Regions from separate parts of the Mus musculus genome. Here all the other regions are linked to region 3. The links are chromatin contacts, called in public ChIA-PET and HiChIP or PLAC-seq maps. All regions are on one chromosome and are shown on one strand. Each heading gives the region's core, a stretch centred on a gene start, on an enhancer-like site or on the middle of the called end of the contact. The rest is flanking DNA. Distances are from core to core; before and after follow the strand shown. Region 1 overlaps Ica1 (islet cell autoantigen 1). Region 2 overlaps Ica1 (islet cell autoantigen 1). Region 3 has its middle 17 kb from the start of Gm26075. Region 4 holds the start of Rpa3 (replication protein A3). Region 5 overlaps Ica1 (islet cell autoantigen 1).

Region 1 (3,767 bases), core at 1,107-3,606, 160 kb after region 3:
GTGGCTTCCGCTAACTTAGCATCTCTTTGAGTTCCTGCAGTTTCTTTTTCTCTTAAGAAGCACTTTCTCTCTGTGATCCTGGTGGCATACCTGTAGGAGACCTCATCACCCTTCACTCTGCATGTGGTTGGGCTGGTTCAAATTCTGTCTCTGTCTGCCTCTCTGCCTCTCTGCCTCTCTGCCTCTCTGCCTCTCTGCCTCTCTGCCTCTCTGCCTCTCTGCCTCTCTGCCTCTCTGCCTCTCTGCCTCTCTGCCTCTCTGCCTCTCTGCCTCTGCCTCTGCCTCTGCCTCTGCCTCTGCCTCTCTCTCACCACAGTAACAGACTGAGGGGAGGTCACATGCTGAAGGCTTTCCTGTACTTGCTATATGGAAACTGGATGGAAAAAGACCCATCCTTTCTTTGGGAGTTTCGGATCCAAAGCTATAAATCTGAGGCTGTTAGTGAAAATAAAGTCAACACACAAAGGAAAACAAGCAGAATAGCTGGGAAGGGAATGCAGACGGCACTCCGAGACAGCTCCCGAATGAGTCTTGCTTGAGCCAATGCCCTCAACGTCCTCAGTTACATGGATGGGTGCATTTTAAGCAAAAGTCTCAACCTAACCTGTTCCAACATGAACTCTATCCTTATGAGCAAAGAATTCTAACACTAGACCCTATCAAACGCAAGCACTGTAGTCACAAAAGTGAGAGAACACTCTCTGGAGTCCGTTATAAACTCAGATCTTGCTTCTGCTGAGGTGTGCCATTAAGTGTGGCCTACTATTTAGCATTCTGCTTATTTATTCACTTTTAAATGTATTATTACAAAGTTGCAAATTAAAAAAATAATCACCACCCCTGGCTCTTTAATAGTTAAGGCAGGCTGCAGGATGACCTGTGCTCTGGAAAGGGAACTTATTTAGGTAGCTGAAAGCAAGGAAACTGGTACTGACTTGAACCATAAAACATAGAAACCTCCCAATTATTACACCAATAATTAAGATGCCTGAAATTACTATGCATAACTTGTGAGAGCAACTTAATTACAAGTCGAAATGGCCAGGTTCAGGTCTGTAACCAGACAAGTCACGACTTGTGAAGTAGCGCCTGTCAGTGGGCTCTGGAGGGTGAGTGAGCTCTTGTTATCGGCTTTGAGACAAAGTGAGACAAAGAAAACCTGAAGAGATGAGATAATGTCCTCCTTTGGGAGAAGCCTTGTTGGAGCCTCCACCCACGCAGACAAATAAAGGCTGCTACTGAGTGGGGGAGTCACAACTTTCTTTGGCTTAGAGTCTCCAAATACCTGCCTTCAATCCAAGTTCTCCATCTCCTGACCACAAATTCTTATCTTATCCTTTGTGGTGCTGCACACTGGTGAGGCAGCCGAAGCTCCAGGAGGTGACCTCCTACCCTGCACCTCTGCTGAGGCCAACTGTGAGATCACTGCTTATTCCAAACCTCACAAATGCTTCTTCAGACAGCTAAGCATCACTGTATACAGTAGCAGCTTTACAGGGTAAATGGTGTGGCCAATGGCGGCACACAGGAGCTCCTCACGCTGAGCCAGAGCTGAAGTGGGGGAGGCCACCTAGCAACACTGCCTCCCGAGAAGCCCAGAGCTTAGCCAAGGTGCCATGTTTGATGCTGCTGTCCTGTCTGGGGACTTTTTTTTTCTTCAATGGAAAAGAACAAAAACAAAACCACACATATTTTTAAATCAAGAAGATCTTACAAACTATTTCCTGGAACTTATTTTACAGAGGAGGAAAAATAGACCCAAGTTAGATTACCTGTCCAAGGTCATGTGACTTCTTAGTTACAGAGAGTCTGGCTTGGGAGCTTTCACTCCTAAGTCCACGCTTCCTTGATGTGTAACCTGGCCTTTCCTTCAGAACCAGGAGAGGTATTTTTATGTATGCTGCTAGAGTACGGACTGTGACCTTACACACAAACTCCAGAAGACGCTTTGTCATAGGGTGAGGCTTTCTAAGGCCAGAGGGCTCCTCGAAGTACCATGCAGAGACAGGCAGAGTGTCCAAGACGGCAGAAACACTCCATAGGCCTGCCTTGCTCAACACCCAGAACCAAGAGGCCTGGGCCCTAGGAAAACATTCCCTAGAAGAACTGGTCCTGAACCGGTGAGTTCTAGCTTGTAAAAGCTCCAGTGTAGAGGAAACTCAAGCTCAGGCAGAGCGTGGAAAACGGGTGACAGCCCATTCAGATAGTACTCTTGAAATCATATTGAGTTTCATGACCTCAGCATAAATTAGAAGCACAGAAGATGGAAACTGCTACTTAGACAGAAAATGAGAGCACAGGGCAGCGAGCAGATAAATGTCACATGATTTACCTTCGTTTGTGTGAAACAGGAAGGCTCACTTCTCTGGGTTTCTCCCCACTCCCCACACCCCACATAATGACTAATCTTAAAGGCCACAGGCCTGCAGGGCAGATGAAACCCCAAACACCAGCACTATCCTCTTAGCACCCCAAAGACAGCGGGGGAGATGCTAGGAAACCACCTGACAAAAAAATGTCAAGCAGAGAGACACTTGTCAGGTCTGTTACCAAAGTGTTCTTGTTTGGAATTCGAGAAGGCTGCTTTGAGAAACCCCCCTCAGGCTTAAAAATAATAATAAATAAGAATTCTGACTGGCAGGGGCCCGAGTGGGCATGGGGGTGGCATAAGGATCTGTATGTGCTCTCTGGAAAAAAAACAAAACAAAACAAAAGAATGATCTAAGAATGTGAGACCCAAGTAGGCACACACAAAAACACCTGATTGCTAAAACCCTACTCCAATCTCTCTTGATATAAACCATGAATCTTGGGGCTAGAACAGATCTTTAAGAATCTATAGGAACAATCTCATACAGAGCATTCTACTACATGATTAAGAACATTCGTTTTATTATTTACTTGGTCTCTTTAAGCAAAGTTTCATGTGGTCTGAGCTGGCTCAAACTTGTTGTGCTGGCTCTAATCCTCTACCCCCCAAGGTGGGATTACAGGTGTTTGCTGACACACTTCAGTGTTACTGTTGGGCTGGGGAGGGGACGGATGACTCAGTGGTAGAGCTCTGGTTTAACATGTGTAAAGAAAAGGGTGTCATTTCATAGGGTAACCCAGGTCACCAGTATATCCCAGCACACTGAAGGAAGAGTTTACATGAGCAGATAAGGAATTTAATACTTGGTCACTGTATGTCCTGAGGCAAAGCAAACAGATCTCTCATTTGACTCTAAGGGTGACTGCAGGTGACCATTAAATGACTCAGGAGAAACTAGGTGCCATATGATAGCACATGATTGCTTTGGGCTAAAGGTTCTCTCCTAGAGCTCTGCTGGCTGCTGGCTGAACCGACATCAGTACACTTGGCCACAACATAGAAAGGCGAGCAGTAGCAGAAGAAGACAAACATGCTTGTGAAATATGGATAATAAATAGTTTTGTTTTGCTTCTTAATTAGCCAAGATCTTGTGGTTTTTCATAAAGGTTTGTTGATAAGATGTAGGTTAAATTTAACTTATAAAAATTTCACTTGTTTTATACCACATTTTTTGTCTGTGTTATGCTATTTTGGCAGGGGTTGGGGGTGTCCAGCTTGAAGAGCAAAATGATTGATATATGTTATAATTAGTGAATGAAGGCTGCATGTCACAGGTGGTCATACAGTGACTTCAGAGACACTTTCAAGAATCTCCAAATGCCACTAACTTGTTATTAAAATATTTTTAAACGGTGTGGCCAAATATTGGTTATCCATCACTTATCATTGAGTAGAA
Region 2 (4,073 bases), core at 1,408-3,907, 210 kb after region 3:
AAAACTGGACAACTATCCAAAGATTTATTCTGTTTACCCTTGTGTGAGCAACAATAACAATATTATCAACAATGACAATAATAACAATGTTATCAGTAGTATTGGGTGATTAATGAAATATCAAAAGCCACTGATGTATTCAAGACTTTTCCTCACTCATTTTAATGCTACTGAAAGCTAGAAATGATGTACAATATTGGGGGGAAATGTATTGGGATGGAACCAAAAACAATGAAATGTTAGAAAGCTTGTCAGAGTTTTCTTCAGTCACAATCTTACAACTGAGAAGTCCTAGATGTGTCCAGAGTGAACTTCTGATGCTCAGTATGTAATTCTGGCTCCACAAACTAGCTTCCAAAGGTTACACATATATTCCGTGGAGAGCTGGGGTGCCTTTCCTACACTCGACAGAGACAAGATCTTTTAATATTTAGGTCTCAGTTATACATGTAAAATGGTGGTGAAATGAAAATGTTGCTTAAGGAAACACCAAAGACTCCACTGGACACAGGGTTCTTCGCCGAGAGCTTCTAAATAATCCTGCTTTTAAAACTCAATTTATCCTACTGTTTCTTTCAAATTTTCAGCTAATTTTAAACTGATCTTACTGAAGTGTAACTTCTAAGCAAGAACTCACTATGATGTTTACAGTTCCATGAACTTTTAGGTACACACATGTGTGAACACACACACACCCTACCACTCGGAAACGTGTAGAATATTTGCACTACCCCAGAGGAACCTTTTATGCTACACTCTGTGAATTGTGCCTTGAAACTATAACAAGTAATCTGCTCTGCAGACTGTATGAGAAGGAGACGGCGTCTTCAGACTTACATTGATACAGTTTTAAATATCCAATTAGTAGTTATTAACCGATGTGGCAATGTGTTGGGGCAGAAAGGGCATTTGAGGCCTAAAAGATCTGGGTTCTATGCTTAAATGAGAGGCTCCCAAGCTTTCCAGCCTTTGGTAAATTAACTTTTCTGAATTTCCACCATCCACATAAGATAAATAAGAGACAAGCCTATTTGAGAAGCTTCCTCACAAAGGTGTATTTGGTGCTATTGTGTGGGTTTATTCCCAAGGGCTTGCACTTACTACCATAAGAGGCAGCCACACCTATCTGTGCAGGTAGCTACAAAGGTCAAAAGCATCTACAAGCTATGCATAAGACATGGATCCTTGCTTCCATGGAAATTTCAAACTGATGAGGGCATTAGAGACATGGGTATAAACAACACAAAGATGAACTGAAAAAGCAGCCTCAGAAGGTGATGACTCAGAGATTTACAAAACTGTATTTTTCATTATCTGCTATAGTATCACCAACAAAGTTTTTCGTATTTATTAAGATGTCCTCCTTACAAATAAAATAAGAAGAGCTAGTTAATTTTCTAGCATTCTCTGCATTCAGAAATCTATAGGCTTTTAATCGCTACGACCAAGGTCAGAACCACTATACATTCTGTTGGTACAAGCAGGACCTAAATTGCAAGGCGCTCAGGTGCACTTTGAATGTTTTCTTTCCTAGAAAAATGCACGCCTCATCCTATTTCTGTAGAGCAACGTTGGCCTTTAGGTTACAGACGTATATATTTCCAGGCTCCAGGAGGACCAGGGAGAAGGCAAACATACTGCTGTCTGCTCCAGCTGAACCCTCTATCATAAGACAGTGTACTCAACAGAGAAAGGGCTCTACTATTGATTTCAAAATAACAGCTGAATTCATGCAACTAGTTGTTTTGTTAAGAACTACAACAGAAACGTGTGGAAGTCGGGGGTTACTTTAACCATACTCCTCAGGGAAATCTCTTACAGTTTAAAGTCACAAGATAGCGTTCTCACTTCCCAGGCCACTTATAAATAACCCCCCCTTGAATACATTGAGTGCTGCAAGAATAATTCACACTTGAAATAGGATCTAATGACCTAGTGTGGATTAAAACCTTGTGTGCTTAGGACTTCAGGCACATTGAAGGGAGATGAAAGAAATCTGTGAGCTTACTTTAACATTATTTTGGACTAAATACTAAATATTTTTAAGATACAAAAAAGGAAACAAACCAGAAAAAGGATATTTTAAAAGTTCTGTTTTAGTTTTTTTTTTAAAAAATTGGAGACTTGAACAGATGGGCTGGAGAGATGGGCTCAGCAGTTAAGTGTGCTTACTACTCTTACAGTGGATCTGAGTTCACCAGGCACCAACATCAGGTGGCTCACAGTTGCCAGTAACTGACACCAGGGAATTCAACATCCTCTTCTGGCCTGTGAGGGGCCTGTGCTCTTGTGTACGAACCCACACTCACCATACATTTAATTAAAGCACAGAACAAACTAAAATAGAACATTAAAGCAAATGGTCTGACTAAAGTTATCCATCTCTCATCTCTCTATCTATCCACCCACCCATTCACCCACTCAGTGAGGTATTATTTCCAGTTCTAATCATCAAATACTTGTATTGATGGTCATGTAAGCTAGACCATTTTGCAACAATAATGATACATTTCATTGCACCTACTTTTTTTTTTTTTTATCTCTACCAGCAATGTGTCTCCTACATACTTCTCTTCTTCAGTCTTAAAGCACCATACATGGGGCTACCAAAGCTATCTTCCTCCAAACCACTCCCCTGTGGCCACTTCCTTGTTCAGGAACTTTCATAATGACATAATATCAACAGGCACTGAGGCACAGAGGCAGAACTCATAGCTGCTCCACTGTGCTATGTCACCTCCAAATGACAGACAGACCCGTGAGAATCATCCATAGGTGTATTATTTTTAATAATGAGTGAAGGGTGTGTATAGGAAACTGGCATTTTTCATAGAATAGAGAGAGATTAATATGGACAATATGTTCCTAGAGGTATTTGGGGACACAGAAATTTGCTGTTATTGTCTGAGATAGGGTTTCACTCTGGAGCCTAGGCTGGCCTGAAATTGTAGCCCCAAGTGTTAGCACTCTGTCTAAGCTCCACCCCACAGTTACCTGGCAACAGCCAGGTAGGCCTGACCCACTATAAAAGGGGCTGCTTCCCTTCTTGCTCCCTGTCCTCTCACCCTTAAGCCACCCTTCCCCATTCCCTTCCCCCTCTCTCCAAGTGCTCATGGCCGACCTCTCCCTCCCCTCCCCTCCCTCTCCTCTCCTCCTCCTCTCCTCCCCCCCTCCTCTCCTCTCCCCTCCCCTCTCTCCTCTCCCTCCCTCTCTCCTCCTTCCTCTCCCTCTCCCCTCCTCTCCCCTCCCCTCCTCTCCCTCTCCTCTCCCTCTCCTCTCCTCTCCCCTCCCCTCCCCCCCCCTCCTCCTCCTCCTCCTCCTCCTCCTCCTCCTCCTCCTTCTTCTTCTTCTTCTTTTCTCTCTCTCTCTCTCTCTCTCTCTCTCTCTCTCTCTCTCTCTCTCTCTCTCTCTCTCTCCCCCCCCTCTGTCTCTACTACCCTTTTAACTTACCTCCCCTTGCTGTGAATAAACTCTATTCTATACTACATCTTCCTTGGCTGGTCCCTCAGGGGGAAGGGATGCCTTGGCATGGGCCCACTGAGACATCCCTGTTGCAGGATGTTCCCTGTCCAATCACATTAGGGCAGTGGGAGGCTTGTGATTGGACAGGAGAAAGGAGGCAGAGCAGAGAGAGAGGGGGGGGGGAGAGAGAGAGAGAGAGAGAGAGAGAGAGAGAGAGAGAGGGAGGTCGTGGAGAGGGAGAACCAGAATGGCGGCTGACGTGTTATCAAAAGGTTAGAAAAATTGAATTAAAGCTTTATCATTATCATTTGGCTCTGAAATTATTATATTGGCATCTTGTAAATTGTGTTATTATTGATACATAAATCTGATTGGCTAATTAAGCATTAAGAGTAATGATTCTACTGGGTAATTAGGTGTTGAGAGGAACTCAGGGGGGCGGTGGGGGGAGGGGAGACAAGAGATGGCCTGGTGGAAGCTATGTGGCCTCAAAGGGCTGAGTTAGTGGGCCAAGAGACCAGGCGAGTGAGATCACCTGGCGCAGGGGCTAGCTCTAGAGAGTTGTTGTCGGTGGCAGGAGTAAGGGAGCCTGGCCTGGCCCTGCTGAGAGA
Region 3 (4,208 bases), core at 1,688-4,187:
AGCCAGGGCTACACAGAAAAACCTTGTCTCAAAAAAAAAAAAAAAAAAAAAAAACCAACAACAACAACAACAAAAAACAAAACAACAATAACCAAACAAAAACAAAACACTAACAAAACCCCAAAGGATACTTTCAGTAATTCCTTTCTCTTAGCAACACAAATTATCTTCTTGAATTAAAAAGTATTGCATATATATTTAGGTTGTATGGTATGTTTTGATATGCATATTAGTCATGAGATTATTATAATTAAGCAAATCAACCTAGCCACATAGATACTTATTCTGTGCATATGGGTCAAAAGTAACTAGGATCTACTCTTGTAGCAAATATCTCATGGGCAGTGCACTATCATCTAGGAAACCCCTCATTCTAGGTCATTGGATGCTAACAATGTTGGGTGTGTATTCTCATAAATATGTAGGTATGAACTGGAGTGGGTAAAAGTAGGTGTACACAAAGTGTCATCTCAGAGGCTATATGATGAGAGGAGATAATATTAATAAAATAAATAGAGGACATTGATAAAAACGGGAGGGATGTGGATAAGTTGAACTAAAGAAAGCAGAAAAAGAAAATCCATAATACTTGGGTTGGCTTGACTGTTGAACATAAAGGAAATGTGGCTGTCACTGCAATGTGTTGAAAGGTTTCCTGTAGAATTTAGGAATCTGTGCACTTCCGCTACCTGTGTTGTCAGAGTCTCCAGCAGGCCTTTCCAGGTTTACTTTATATCAATTCCCCCTCTCTAGGATCTGATCTGAATTTACACTCTCCAAAGGCCTTCATGCTTCCTATGTCTGCCCCTTAGCAGGGCCTTTGCTCTTATGCGTCTCACATCCTGTTACGGTCTTCCCTAACTACCCAACTCCTTTTTATCATTCAGAGTCTGGACACTTCTTTCTCAAGTAGCTTCCTCTGAATTTCCTGGTTAAGTCTAATTCAACTTTTAATTATTCTATTAAAAGTCTTATATACTGTGTACCTTCCTATGTGTGAGCCATCTCCCAGCTGCTCAGATCCATTTATGTGGCTTTGTAGCTAGTGATTGACCTCCATCCACTCTTCTTTTAAGCTTAGTATTCTTAGTGTTTGGCTTGTAGGCCCTATAAACACACACACACACACACACACACACAGAGACTTTAGCGAATGAGTAACAACAACAGCATTGTAATACATCCTTGAGGTAGATTTTGTTAGACTAGACTATCATTACTTTTTCTCTACTGAATAAGAAGAAAAAGAAAAACACAGCAACTATCTTGGAGACGTAAAGACAAGCATTGTCAGAATTCCTAAGCTGGTGGTAGTCATTTATACATGTACTTAGAGTCCCAGCATTTGGAAGTCTGAAACAGTAGAATTACTACCTGCATTTCAGGGCAGTCTTTGCTACATAGTAAGTTTAAGGTCTGGGCTCTTAGAAAAAGACCCTGTCACAAAATAAAGAGAAAAGTAAAACAAAACAAACAAAACCCTATAAGAATAGTAAAAATATTGAAATATTGACAATTGTTGATAGGAACTGACAAAAACAAAATGAGAATCCCCAGGAAGAAAAAAAATGAATGTGACAAATTCTTTTTTTTTGTTTGTTTTTTGTTTTTTGTTTTTCGAGACAGGGTTTCTCTGTATAGCCCTGGCTGTCCTGGACCTCACTTTGTAGACCAGGCTGACCTCGAACTCAGAAATCCACCTGCCTCTGCCTCCCGAGTGCTGGGATTAAAGGCGTGCGCCACCACGCCCGGCTAATGTGACAAATTCTTATAAAATTTAGAGCCACCAGTCAGCCAATCCAGCTGACTAAGGAAATGAATTGGTAATGTGGGATGGAGGACACATAGAGGCAGCAAGCAGTGTTTCCTCTGTTGCTTTTTTTTTTTTTTTTTTTTTTAAGACCGGGTTCTTTACTGAACCTAGAAATTGCCACTTGGCCAGAATGCCTGGTCAGCAAGACCCCAGGGTCTGACTGCTTGCCTCCCACACGCCTATCCCCGAGTGTCAGCCAGGTGCTGCAGTGGAACGTTCACATGAAAGCCGGAGGTCTGAACCCAGATCCTCACGCCTCGCGCTAAGCACTTTATCCCTGAGTCATTGCTTCTGTCCTGGCAGTTACTGCCTTATGTAGTTAGAAGCCCAGAAGTGCTCTTTCTCAGGATTCCAAACAGTGGCCAGCAGCCACAGGTGCCCAAATGCTTTCTTACTACATCACTCAGAGAAGTAGAGTTCTTTCCTGAAAGTGATCGGAAAGTATTTCTTCTCAGCCTTATCTAATCAACCTAGTACCAACTTGGGTCAAATCTCCTGCCAGACTACTAATCAGCTAGCCTGTAGGAACATGTGCTGCTGAGCTGTCATCTCCAACTGCTAATTAACCTAGTGGGCCAGTGAGGTTCAGTCTTTGGGTCTGATTTCATAATTTCCTGATTCCCAGACCTACTCGCTCCGTTCTCCTTCTGTCTTAACCATGGGCTTTCTGGGTAATCTCGAATCAGCCACCTAACAATTTTTGCTCTGTCCTCTATGGAAATAGGTCTTTGTGTAGACTCCCCCTTTTTACCAACCATTATTTTGAAGTAAAAATAGATAAACTCTCCCTGGTTCTACAAATCTGTGCTAGCATGCTGCGTAATGAGGGACTGTTGTGTCTTAAGCCTCCTTTTGAAGACAGAAACAGATCTTTCAGGTGAGCGAGAGAGGAGCAGGTGATCAGCTGAAGTCACGCAACAGTGTTCCAGGAACTCTAGCAAGGCGGTGCTCAGCTTGTACTTAAACTGGTCCTAACCAGACTAGAGAAGCCAGCAAAAAGGCAGGAAATGGCTTCTGTTGATTTCAGCAGCAGCTTAACTCAATGTGCCAGGCAGCTGTGTCTCTCATTGGCCACAGCTGCTGCGAGCAGCAGGATGAGGGTTGACCTATATCTGTCCTCTGTAGGTCAACCCCCGAATTTGTTTGTAGAAGCTTCAGTCTTCTAGAACGCCAAGTTTCGCTTAGTACCTACCACAGTACCCTGATTTTATCAGGAAGTGAGATAGCCCACACCTGTGAAGAGCTGACATCTGCGGGCTTCCCCAGCTCTAACTTCTCTTGCTTTGTCTCTCACTGCCCCTCCCTCCTGTTAGCCTCTTGCTCCTTGTTTTTTGTTCGCCACCCTGCTTCCATCATCCTCTGGGTGAGAGGGGCCGCGATGGTCACAGCTGTGTGCCTTCTTGCAATCACGATGATGCTAGTGCTTGTCTTTACGGTTCCAAGTTCCATCTTTCAGTTGCAGCCATCATCCCACGTGTGTGCCTGTGCCACCACAGGTTTTAGGATGTGTCAGTTGCTCTTTTCAGCTGCAGCTGTAAACAGAATTGTCTGTTGGATACATGCCTTCAACACCTTAGTGCCCGAGTTTCTACACGGTAATAGCTTCTTCACTGTTTTTCATGGCTAAGAAATTTGGAAAAGATAGACTGTAAGTCTTTCTCCTAGATTAGAAAGCCATCTATTTGATTGTTTTTATTTTCAAAGCCAACATCCAAATGTGATAACGCCTCTTGTCCTTTGCCTTAGAGTGGGGTCAATAGGAGCATGCTGTCCCAGGTCTCAGTTGGTAGACATGTTTCTTTATGCTTATGGCACAATGTGAAAGGAATCCTAGTCAGTCGCATGAAAGCATCGGGACTCTGTAGGCCTCTCCCTCTTTGTAGCACAGGTATTGTTTCCTGTGATGATTTCTTCACTGGCTCTTTATAATAAATAACAAAGACGCAGCTCGGGTGGTGGGAACTCGGGGCCCTGTGTACACTAGGTCCGGCACAGAAATTTGAGATAGGAAAGGCCTATTAAACCATCTCAGTGGTTCTCTGAGGGCACATGGTGGTTTTGCCCTCCCCAGAACGCCTGGCTACTTTTTAGTGCATTTTCCAATTGCAAATAGTACAAGAGAAAGGGATTCTGGCTCCCCAGGGGACAAGCGCTGCACAGTCAATAATAGACCCTCCATTACAGCGTGTGACCTGCTCTGCCACCTTAATCGTCTCCATGTTGAGTTTCATTTCCATCACTCCTTCTCTGTCCCCTCGGACCACACTAAATAACTTCCCTCCATCCACGCTGTTTATGCCCTTCAAGTACTCTTGGCCGTGGCCTACGAGCCAGTCCTGGATGGTTAGCCCCTGGTGGACATGCTGAGAGACTCTCTTCTTTCATCTGCCTCTGG
Region 4 (3,780 bases), core at 398-2,897, 230 kb before region 3:
TTAAGGGACACTTTCAGAAATGTTGGAGCCCTAAGAATCACTAAAGTTTAGAAATGGAAATAAGACAAAATATGAGAGCATGAATTTGATTTTTAAAGTTATACAAGTGTAATCTTCACATTTCCACCCCCAAATCAGAAATAATAAGAAACCCCAAAAAATTAAATATGAGAGCATATCACTTAAAACATACTGGCTCCATCAATTCAATGGTTCCATTTTTTCCTTCTCCATCTGAAAGAATAAACATTTTTCCAGTGGGATGAATCTAAAAAAGGAAATCAAGACAAAAAGCCATAGATTTAGAAAACAGAATCTACAGAAATGAATATTTAAAAGATTCCCTGAAGTTTCATTTGGTTGAATATAAAGTAATAGGGGTTTTGGACAGTTTATTTGGTTCAAGTTATAATCTTATTACCTGATCAGATGATTGTAAGCCCAGTTAATTTTGAATTTCTAATAAACAACAAATATTTGCTTAGTGTTTTGTGTGGTTTCTTTTATTTGCAAAAGACACTTGGTACACTAAAACTAAACGAGGCTTTCACTGTCTAATGAAATTCTGCCAACATTCTTGATTTAGTACATCTCACAGAATACCTTCTTTTTGAGGGGTTGTTTGTTTGTTTGTTTTCGAGACAGGGTTTCTCAGTATAGCCCTGGCTGTCCTGGAACTCACTCTGTAGACCAGGCTGGGCTCGAACTCAGAAATTCACCTGCCTCTGCCTCCCGAGTGCTGGGATTAAAGGCGTGCGCCACCACCGCCCGGCTCAGAATACTTTCTTTTAAAATTAAGAACGATGATCTAAAAGAACTGGTTGCCAGATCTGAGGAAGACTTCCCTTGAAACTGAGCTCTGCCACTCGATGTGAGGTTTGAGCAGCTCAGTCAGCCTACCTGTTTAGTTAGAAATTCTTTTCCCTTAGAAAATGTGTGAATGAAATGACCTAGCAGGTAAGTCCTTACAGAGGATTTTCTTTCCCTCGGCACTCTCAATTTCTGGGCCTTTGGGCTTAATTTTTACCTATAGGAAGGACGAGGCTGCAATCTAAGACTGGGCTAGATACAAGGTATCTATAGAATATGGGAGGGGCTATCAAGAAATGTTTCATAGGGAGACGACTGCAAAGTAGAAAAACTAGGCCCATAAATAGAGACGGCTGCAAAAGACAGGGAAGCAAGAAGCTAAGTCTGGCTAAAACAAAAACTCGAACAACAGACAGAGGAGCCAGGTTTGTAAATACCTTCCTGGTAAATAAAGAAAGGGGGCGCGGAGCGCTTGGATCTAAAAGGTCATTCCAAACAGTTTTGGGGACATAAAAGAAGCGGCACCAAAATGTTGCTGCAATGGCTTAGCAGTTTCCACAAGCTCTTCTTGTGAAAACTACAGCAAGCTGGAGGGCAATGCTGCTTAAAGGTGACCTGCTCCCAGCCTCAGCTCCCGACCCCGCAGTCCTTCCCGAGTGGCCGTGGTCCCGTCCTCTCGCCCGAACCCGCATGCACCTTTTCCAGCTTCCCCACGAAGCACACGGGCCGGTCGATATACTGTGGTAACATGCTGGCGTTGACGCGCGCTTTGGGGAGCTGCATTATGTCCTCCATGATTCTGCCGCCAACACTCGCAACCCGCAGGAAAGCAGAAAATGATTGACGCCCAGCGGGCGGCCGCGCCAACCCGGGCAGATTTCCCGAACACCAATCAGAGGAGACGTACGCTCCAGACCCACCAATCAAATCCACGGGAGCATCTGGTTCGCTCGCACCGGGCTGGCGGAGGGGCTCAAGGCTTCCGGAAGTACTGGTAGACTGCCTAGTGACGCGCGGCGTTCCGGAAGTCACTGGGGCCGAAACCCGGCGGGCAGTGGAGGCGGGACTTAGAGGGGCGGGGGCTGAGGCCTGGGACCCGGGATCTGGAGCGGCCGAACGTCGACTTGACCCCGGAAGTAAGCTGAAGGACCGTGGTGGGTGGCGAGCTGCGGGCTGCGGCGGAGTCTCAGGTAGCTTTCTTGCGGGAGGTGTCTGGATCTCCGCGCCTCTCTCCTCCCGAGGGCTGAACCGTCGGGGTGGTGGGCGGAGTCGGGCTCCTGGTCCCGGAATGCCGCGGTGCGGGCACTGACAGTTGCCAGCTTTTGCGCGGGTGGCGCGGGTGCGTGCCTAACCTGGGGTTTGGGGTTTTTATTTTTGAGCCAGTTCTACCTGTAGAGAACCATCGTCAGTCTTTACCCCTCCCTCAGGAGGTTGTTGCTAGGAGACGTTGTGTAACGGACCTGCCTGCTTTACCCACTGGCAGCAAGAGGTGCTGCCCCTCTCTTTACCTTGGACCTTTTGCTAGCCTTGGCGGTGTGGAGGTGTCCATTTCCTCACCTCCTGGGTGCTGGCGTGCATTGGGGCTCCGGTAGAGGAGGACCCCCGGGAAGGACTAGAGATGACAGGCTTCACCAGCTGTTGGACCCAAGCTAGTGCTCCTCCACTGGCGTCACATTTTCTCTTTCTGCAAATGAGGGGTTGACTGCTTTGTAAGGTGCTAGATAACTCTAATTTTGGGTTGTAATACTATATCTAGTTCCCCGAAGTACTCAGAGCTGGCTGTCTGAAAGACAGTTTATTCCAAGATTTGAAGAAAATTGTCGGATGTGTTTCTGGTTCAGAAAATGACTGGATGCTGGTGGCTGTTGATTTTAGTAATTTCACCAGCAAGGGATTGGTACTGAGAAATTTCAAAATGAACGCACATAAAAATACCTTCAAAAGAGGTTGCAGAAATTAAAACATAATTTTAATTGCGTCTCATAATTATGTGGAACAGTGTCTGGATTTTTCTAAAGCCAAAGACTTATTAACCTTCAAATTCAGGGCTAATAACTCAGTTCCAATAATTCAGTTCCAATGTAGCCTGCTGTTGCTGCCTTAAGTAATAAAATACAAAGATCTGGTTCCATCTATTTAAGAGTGAAATCCAATCTCCCCTATTTAAACGATTGTTAGCTCTCCTTAGTGTTCATGTGACATTTAATATGTGTGTCTTAATTCTGTTGTGATTAAAACAAGTTTAAAATTTTTTTCCTTAGTTGTGGGCTGCATTTCCTTTGGGTGCTGGCAAGTCGGTATTGAGGCATTCATGATATAGCACTGCGTTTTCTACCCTGGTGCATAGCACCCTTTTAGTTCAGTGAAAAGTAACCAGCAAGAAGTAAGTTCCCAGTTCAGGTCTAGTTTGCTTTATCTGTGTGCTGCAAGCAAATGGTACCCTGTCTCCAGACATAGGTTCTTACCATCTAGTTGTGGTGGACAGCTCGGAGCATTGTAGAAAATCGTGTTGTTTGTGTGCCTTTGGGTCATCCTTCTCAAGAACTCTAGGGAGGTATATCACAGCCTTTCAGCCCTGAGATTTTTGTTTAGTAGCTCATGCCTTTAGGGGAAGCATTCTTTTCCCATGCAGGGTATTCCCATTTAAATTTCCTTTTAAAACCAGTTAAACTTTTCAATTAGCTTACAAAGTAGTAGGTTTTCCTGAGACCTCTTTATACATCCTTAGTCTTGGTTAGCCCAACCTCGTGTTCCCATCTCCACTTAAGCCTTTCACCCCCCAGTATTCTCCTCCAATGAACTACTTTTATAGCTCACATGTTCTACTATCTCTTACACTCCTTGAAATTTCTCTGTAGCCATCTTTGGCCTTTTGTAGCTTCCTGACCTCTAAAGATACCACAAATGTAAGCACACAAATCTAAAACCTTAAAACTAGGATCCATATGTGAGAGAGGACACAATGTTTGT
Region 5 (4,065 bases), core at 1,220-3,719, 250 kb after region 3:
CCCAAGTGCTGGGATTAAAAGTGTGTGCCACCACTGCCCGGCTGAACTGTTGTCTTAAGGACAGTTGAATATTTCACAACAGAAGATAGGGAGCCAACCAATTTCCTAATGTGAAACTTCTTACCATCAACAGCACAGGAGGTCCTCTCAGAAAATTGAAACTAGTGCTACCATATGAGCTACCAGTCCCTAGGTATCAGCCCAAAGGAGTTGCATTCAAAGAGACCTGGTTTAGAAGGTAAAATACATGAGGTTTTTTTGTCCACAAGTAGAAGTGAATAAATCATCAAGTTCTTCATGGTGTCATGCATGACTCCAAGCAGTGCTGGCAAGTTGTGAAGGGTCAGAGAGTGAGTGCTATCGGCTTTGCAGGCCTCCAGCCTCTGTTGTGGTCACTCCACTCTGCCACGATATTGTGAAATCAGCTACAGGCAGTAAAGAACACATGGAGAAAGGTATATATCAATACCCTTCTACCCCTGATGAATTCTTCCTCAACAACAACAATAATAAAAGCAATAATATCTGTATGCAATGGGTATTACCAGCTTGCAAACATCAAAGACTCCTCTGACCAAGAACTATGAATGAAATCACCTGATTTTTCCCCCAGCCAACTAAGGAGGTGAGTGGACTCAGCAAGAGGAGAATGTCCTTGAGGAGGAAGGCCAATAATGCTTTTGAGGTTAAGTGCTCGCCCATCCCAGTGGCAGTACGTCATCTTCACGGGTGAGCTTACCGATTTCAGAGCTTAATGAGCTAGAGAAAAATAATGACACAGAGGAAGCCTGATTGCATTTAGTAGATGCAAAAATGAGACTTAGGCTTAAGTGTCCCCAGATGGTGTAGGCAGTGTGGGGAGCTTGACTCTAGGACACAGGCTCCATACTCCTTCCTGTTTGCAGTCAGGGGCCGCAGCCGCCAGCTCTGCCAGCGGTATCTCTTCTGAGGGTGTTAGTCTAGTCTTAGTGTAGCCCTCAAGCAGGGAGGGAGAAAAACCAATACAGAGACACCAAGGCCCAAAGGCCTCATCCTAGGAGAGCCAGAGTCGAAAGCCAGCCCGTAATTATGAGTTCCCTTCCAAGTTGTACCATGTGAAAATTTAGGCTTTTCCTGTGGCATTTTGGCAGCAAGATTCACTGTGCTTGGGGGGACCCACAAATAACAACTGCTCCAGTCAGACATCTAAAGCAAACAAACACGGGCACATACCAAAACGAACCAACAAACACTACAAACTATGAAACAGATACATTTTAAAAGAGCATTAACTTTATAAAAAGAATTTTCACCTCACTTCATAAAAGGGCTCAACCCATATGTAGAATTGTACAATGAGCAGAGGCAGAAGAGACAATGGAGTCAGGCGCGCGCCCCCCCCCCTTTTTTTTTTTAAACAGGAACAAAGAAAAGCCCAGGAAGGTTAAAGTTCTGCTTACTTAACATCTGCCCACTGTACAGACCAAACAAAAGATTACCTATTCAGTCAACCCTGGCTGCTGGTGGGGCTCAGACCTACTCAGGCTTTGAATGGAAGTACAAACTGGTTTTATCCACAGAGTGGAGATGCAAGGCATACCCTGAAGGCCTCTATCACAGGGCCAGGAGAAAGGGGAGTGGAGCAAGCCTGTAATACTTAGAGGCTCGACTCCCCGGGGACCTGCCCTCAATTGCTGAAAGAGCCTGACCTCTGACAAGAACCAACGATTTCAGCAGTAATTAATAAAACTGTCAAATTAATTAACCCAAGTCTTTGTTCACAGGGGAAAAAAAAATGAAACATCTATTACCAATACTGCTGTTTATCAGTTGTAGAACAAACTCTTTGACTCAGACTGTCACCACTGGGACACAGGGTCACTACAGACTGGTGTCTCTAAGGAAGGTCCTACCTAGTAGACTGCCCATGCTTGTTAATAAGCCTTAGTGTACCGTGTCCTTTGATGACATGACCAGTGGATTAACAGGGCTCTACAACCTAATGGTATTTCTAACGGAGACAGACAGGCCTAAGAATCCCACCCTGTATCACTCACAGTTCCCAGAATGCCTTTCAGAGATCCCTTTGAATTACTGTAATGAAACACTGAGCTAATGCTGCAGGATTTAATTAAACTATTTAGTAAATGGCTCAGGTTAAGGCAGTGGTTCCTGCACCCTTGACTATAAAGGCTGAGTCCTACAAATGCCCACATATACATTTCCATGCTATCTCTTTAGAGGCTTCAGAACTATTTTCTTACACCTAGGCTAGCTTTTATTCCATTTAGAATAATTACCTCCCATCCCATTTCTGACGTTCAAGAAAAACAAGACACTTAATTGACCACAGAGGCTCTCAAGGGCACAGACTTCAGAGGCTCTGCTGGGCTCTCAGCTTCAGCTGATGTAATCTGCTATGAGAAGCTGGGTTCTATTTTTAAATCCTACCCTCTTACTCTACCTTCAAAGGGCACATATATCACACACTAACCTCACTCATAAAATACCGCGTGGTACTAGGGTGAACCATGATGTGAGGAGGAGCCTCCTACAGTACAGGGACAAGCAGCCCCACCTACATAAATCCACCCTTGGGTTCCTACGAGGTAGCCTGGAGAGCTGCTCCATGTGGCCCTGACTCTCCATATATCTCTTTTCTCCGAGTCATTTTGACAAGGAGCAGATGACTAGCAGGGCTCTTGCAGAGGGCTAGGAGCAAGCTTTGGTCTCTGTGTCCTCAGTTCTCTGACAGGAACACTTAGTCACAACTCCTAATGTTGATGTGCGGAGCCATCTCTAGCCCCTGGGCTTCAGAGAGTGCCAGATCATTTGCTTTGTTTTATGTGAAACTTTCACTCACCAGCTCTGTCTTGCGCACTCGTGACTGTGCTGTATAAAAGGTTTCAAGACATTTGAGAAATGCTAGGGGGGGAAATTAACCCAATGTTGGAGGTGAAAATTCCCTTCCAATTTGACTTTCATTTATGTTTATTCTGGCTTTGTAATCAAAGTGACGCTTTACTGAGTCTACCAGAGGTCAGACTGTGTTTCTCTCTGGTCTTCATCCTGCCAGGACCCAGGTGTGCCATATTTTATTTGGTTTCTACTCTTCTGCTCCCTGTTCTAACATGACATCTGACTGAGTTGTGAACACAAATTTTGTAACACCCATCCCTTTCTCAACACTTTTTCCACTCCCTCCTTACAGATTTGTGTGTGTGTGTGTGTGTGTGTGTGTGTGTGTGTGTGTGTGTGTGTATTTTGTACTTTCAAATGGAGTCAGACAGGTCTAAGAATCCCACCATATATCACTCACAGATCCTAGAAGGCCTAGAATATGTTTGCGTGTGCGCGCGTACACGCATTCGCGCATGTGCATGTGTGTCTGTGTATCTATATCTCTTTCTCTAGTCTTGCTTGTCTCTCAGGCCATGTTGCTTAGGCACCTATGTCTCTACATTTACATCACTTGATGCTGCTTCTAGGAGTTCTATTGCTTCTACCTCGGGCCTTTGCCCACATTGACTCCTCAGCTAACCACTGCTGTTTCCCACCCCTCTGTCCAGGTCCTTTCTATTTGTCTTGGTTTCTTTTCTGTTGACAAAAGCAACTGTATGGCGGATGGGTTTCTTTTAGCTTATTGTTCAAGGCACAGCCTATCATAAAAGCAAATCAAGGCGGCAGGAGCTTGAAGTAGCTGGTCATATTGCTCTCACAGGCAGAAGAAAATCGTCTGCTCTCTCAACTCTCCCTCTTTTCTTCATTCACTCCAGGACCCAAGCCATGAAATGGTTCAGTCTACAATTAAGATGGGTCTCCCCACATCAATGAATGTAATTAAGATAACACTATCTTGTCAGGCTCAGCCCAGAGACCAGCTCCTAGGTGATTCTAGACGTCAAGTTGACAAACAAGAACTACCATACTATTGTTCATTCTTTGTTATTGTTGGGGGGAGGGGTGCTGCCTCATCTGGGATGCCCTGTCTAGATTTTTTATTTGTAGTACTATTTCAACTCAGATGACCATTCAACACACTGCCTCCTGTTTACTTGTCTCATGCCCAAATGATCACACGAGACA

What was found. HiChIP or PLAC-seq counts read pairs in DNA pulled down with a chosen protein or histone mark. ChIA-PET counts read pairs in DNA pulled down with a chosen protein or histone mark.
Region 1: an RNA polymerase II ChIA-PET map of memory CD8 T cells shows a contact between it and region 3, with 33 read pairs. The contact joins two enhancer-like sites. A contact is called at or near these places in 1 of 15 datasets of contacts at CTCF or cohesin (CD8 T cells), 6 of 115 datasets of contacts at active chromatin or transcription factors (CD8 T cells, bone marrow-derived macrophages, effector CD8 T cells and 2 more) and 2 of 9 other capture datasets (adipose tissue and liver).
Region 2: a contact with region 3 is called in a CTCF HiChIP or PLAC-seq map of CD8 T cells, with 5 read pairs. The contact joins two enhancer-like sites. A contact is called at or near these places in 3 of 15 datasets of contacts at CTCF or cohesin (CD8 T cells, the NIH/3T3 cell line and large pre-B cells), 6 of 484 Hi-C or Micro-C datasets (B cells, conventional dendritic cells, macrophages and 2 more), 6 of 115 datasets of contacts at active chromatin or transcription factors (the 230-238 cell line, CD8 T cells, bone marrow-derived macrophages and 3 more) and 1 of 9 other capture datasets (embryonic tail).
Region 4: an RNA polymerase II ChIA-PET map of memory CD8 T cells shows a contact between it and region 3, with 54 read pairs. The contact joins the promoter of Rpa3 here to the enhancer-like site in region 3. A contact is called at or near these places in 4 of 484 Hi-C or Micro-C datasets (B cells, CD4 T cells, Th2 cells and 1 more), 18 of 115 datasets of contacts at active chromatin or transcription factors (the 230-238 cell line, the NIH/3T3 cell line, the SCID.adh cell line and 14 more) and 1 of 9 other capture datasets (liver).
Region 5: a BATF HiChIP or PLAC-seq map of CD8 T cells shows a contact between it and region 3, with 8 read pairs. The contact joins two enhancer-like sites. A contact is called at or near these places in 3 of 15 datasets of contacts at CTCF or cohesin (the NIH/3T3 cell line, large pre-B cells and pro-B cells), 5 of 484 Hi-C or Micro-C datasets (the G1E-ER4 cell line, bone marrow-derived macrophages, regulatory T cells and 1 more), 8 of 115 datasets of contacts at active chromatin or transcription factors (CD8 T cells, T-cell acute lymphoblastic leukemia, Th17 cells and 5 more) and 3 of 9 other capture datasets (adipose tissue, embryonic tail and liver).

What each region holds. Positions count from the first base shown.
Region 1 is chr6:8,646,430-8,650,196 of GRCm38.p6, forward strand. All of the region lies in intron 12 of Ica1 (islet cell autoantigen 1), which reads right to left. Among named protein-coding and RNA genes, the nearest start is that of Gm35621, 25 kb to the left of the region's middle. Within about 2 kb of position 2,357, at least 68 of the 459 cell types and tissues checked have an H3K27ac peak or open chromatin away from gene starts, as enhancers often do. A contact at or near this core is called in CD8 T cells, memory CD8 T cells and regulatory T cells, where this site is marked.
Region 2 is chr6:8,688,789-8,692,861 of GRCm38.p6, forward strand. All of the region lies in intron 6 of Ica1 (islet cell autoantigen 1), which reads right to left. Among named protein-coding and RNA genes, the nearest start is that of Gm35621, 68 kb to the left of the region's middle. Within about 2 kb of position 2,658, at least 69 of the 459 cell types and tissues checked have an H3K27ac peak or open chromatin away from gene starts, as enhancers often do. A contact at or near this core is called in B cells and CD8 T cells, where this site is marked.
Region 3 is chr6:8,482,749-8,486,956 of GRCm38.p6, forward strand. No RefSeq gene overlaps it. Among named protein-coding and RNA genes, the nearest start is that of Gm26075, 17 kb to the right of the region's middle. Within about 2 kb of position 2,938, at least 60 of the 459 cell types and tissues checked have an H3K27ac peak or open chromatin away from gene starts, as enhancers often do. A contact at or near this core is called in B cells, CD8 T cells, the SCID.adh cell line and 7 more, where this site is marked.
Region 4 is chr6:8,257,494-8,261,273 of GRCm38.p6, forward strand. It overlaps Rpa3 (replication protein A3), which reads right to left and starts at 1,648. Exons shown (of 4, transcript NM_026632.4): 1 at 1,507-1,648; 2 at 194-268. The coding sequence starts at 1,605. Umad1 (UMAP1-MVP12 associated (UMA) domain containing 1) reads left to right here and starts at 1,795. Exons shown (of 4, transcript NM_001302354.1): 1 at 1,795-2,000.
Region 5 is chr6:8,730,207-8,734,271 of GRCm38.p6, forward strand. All of the region lies in intron 6 of Ica1 (islet cell autoantigen 1), which reads right to left. Among named protein-coding and RNA genes, the nearest start is that of Ica1, 46 kb to the right of the region's middle. Within about 2 kb of position 2,470, at least 60 of the 459 cell types and tissues checked have an H3K27ac peak or open chromatin away from gene starts, as enhancers often do. A contact at or near this core is called in CD8 T cells, Th17 cells, memory CD8 T cells and 1 more, where this site is marked.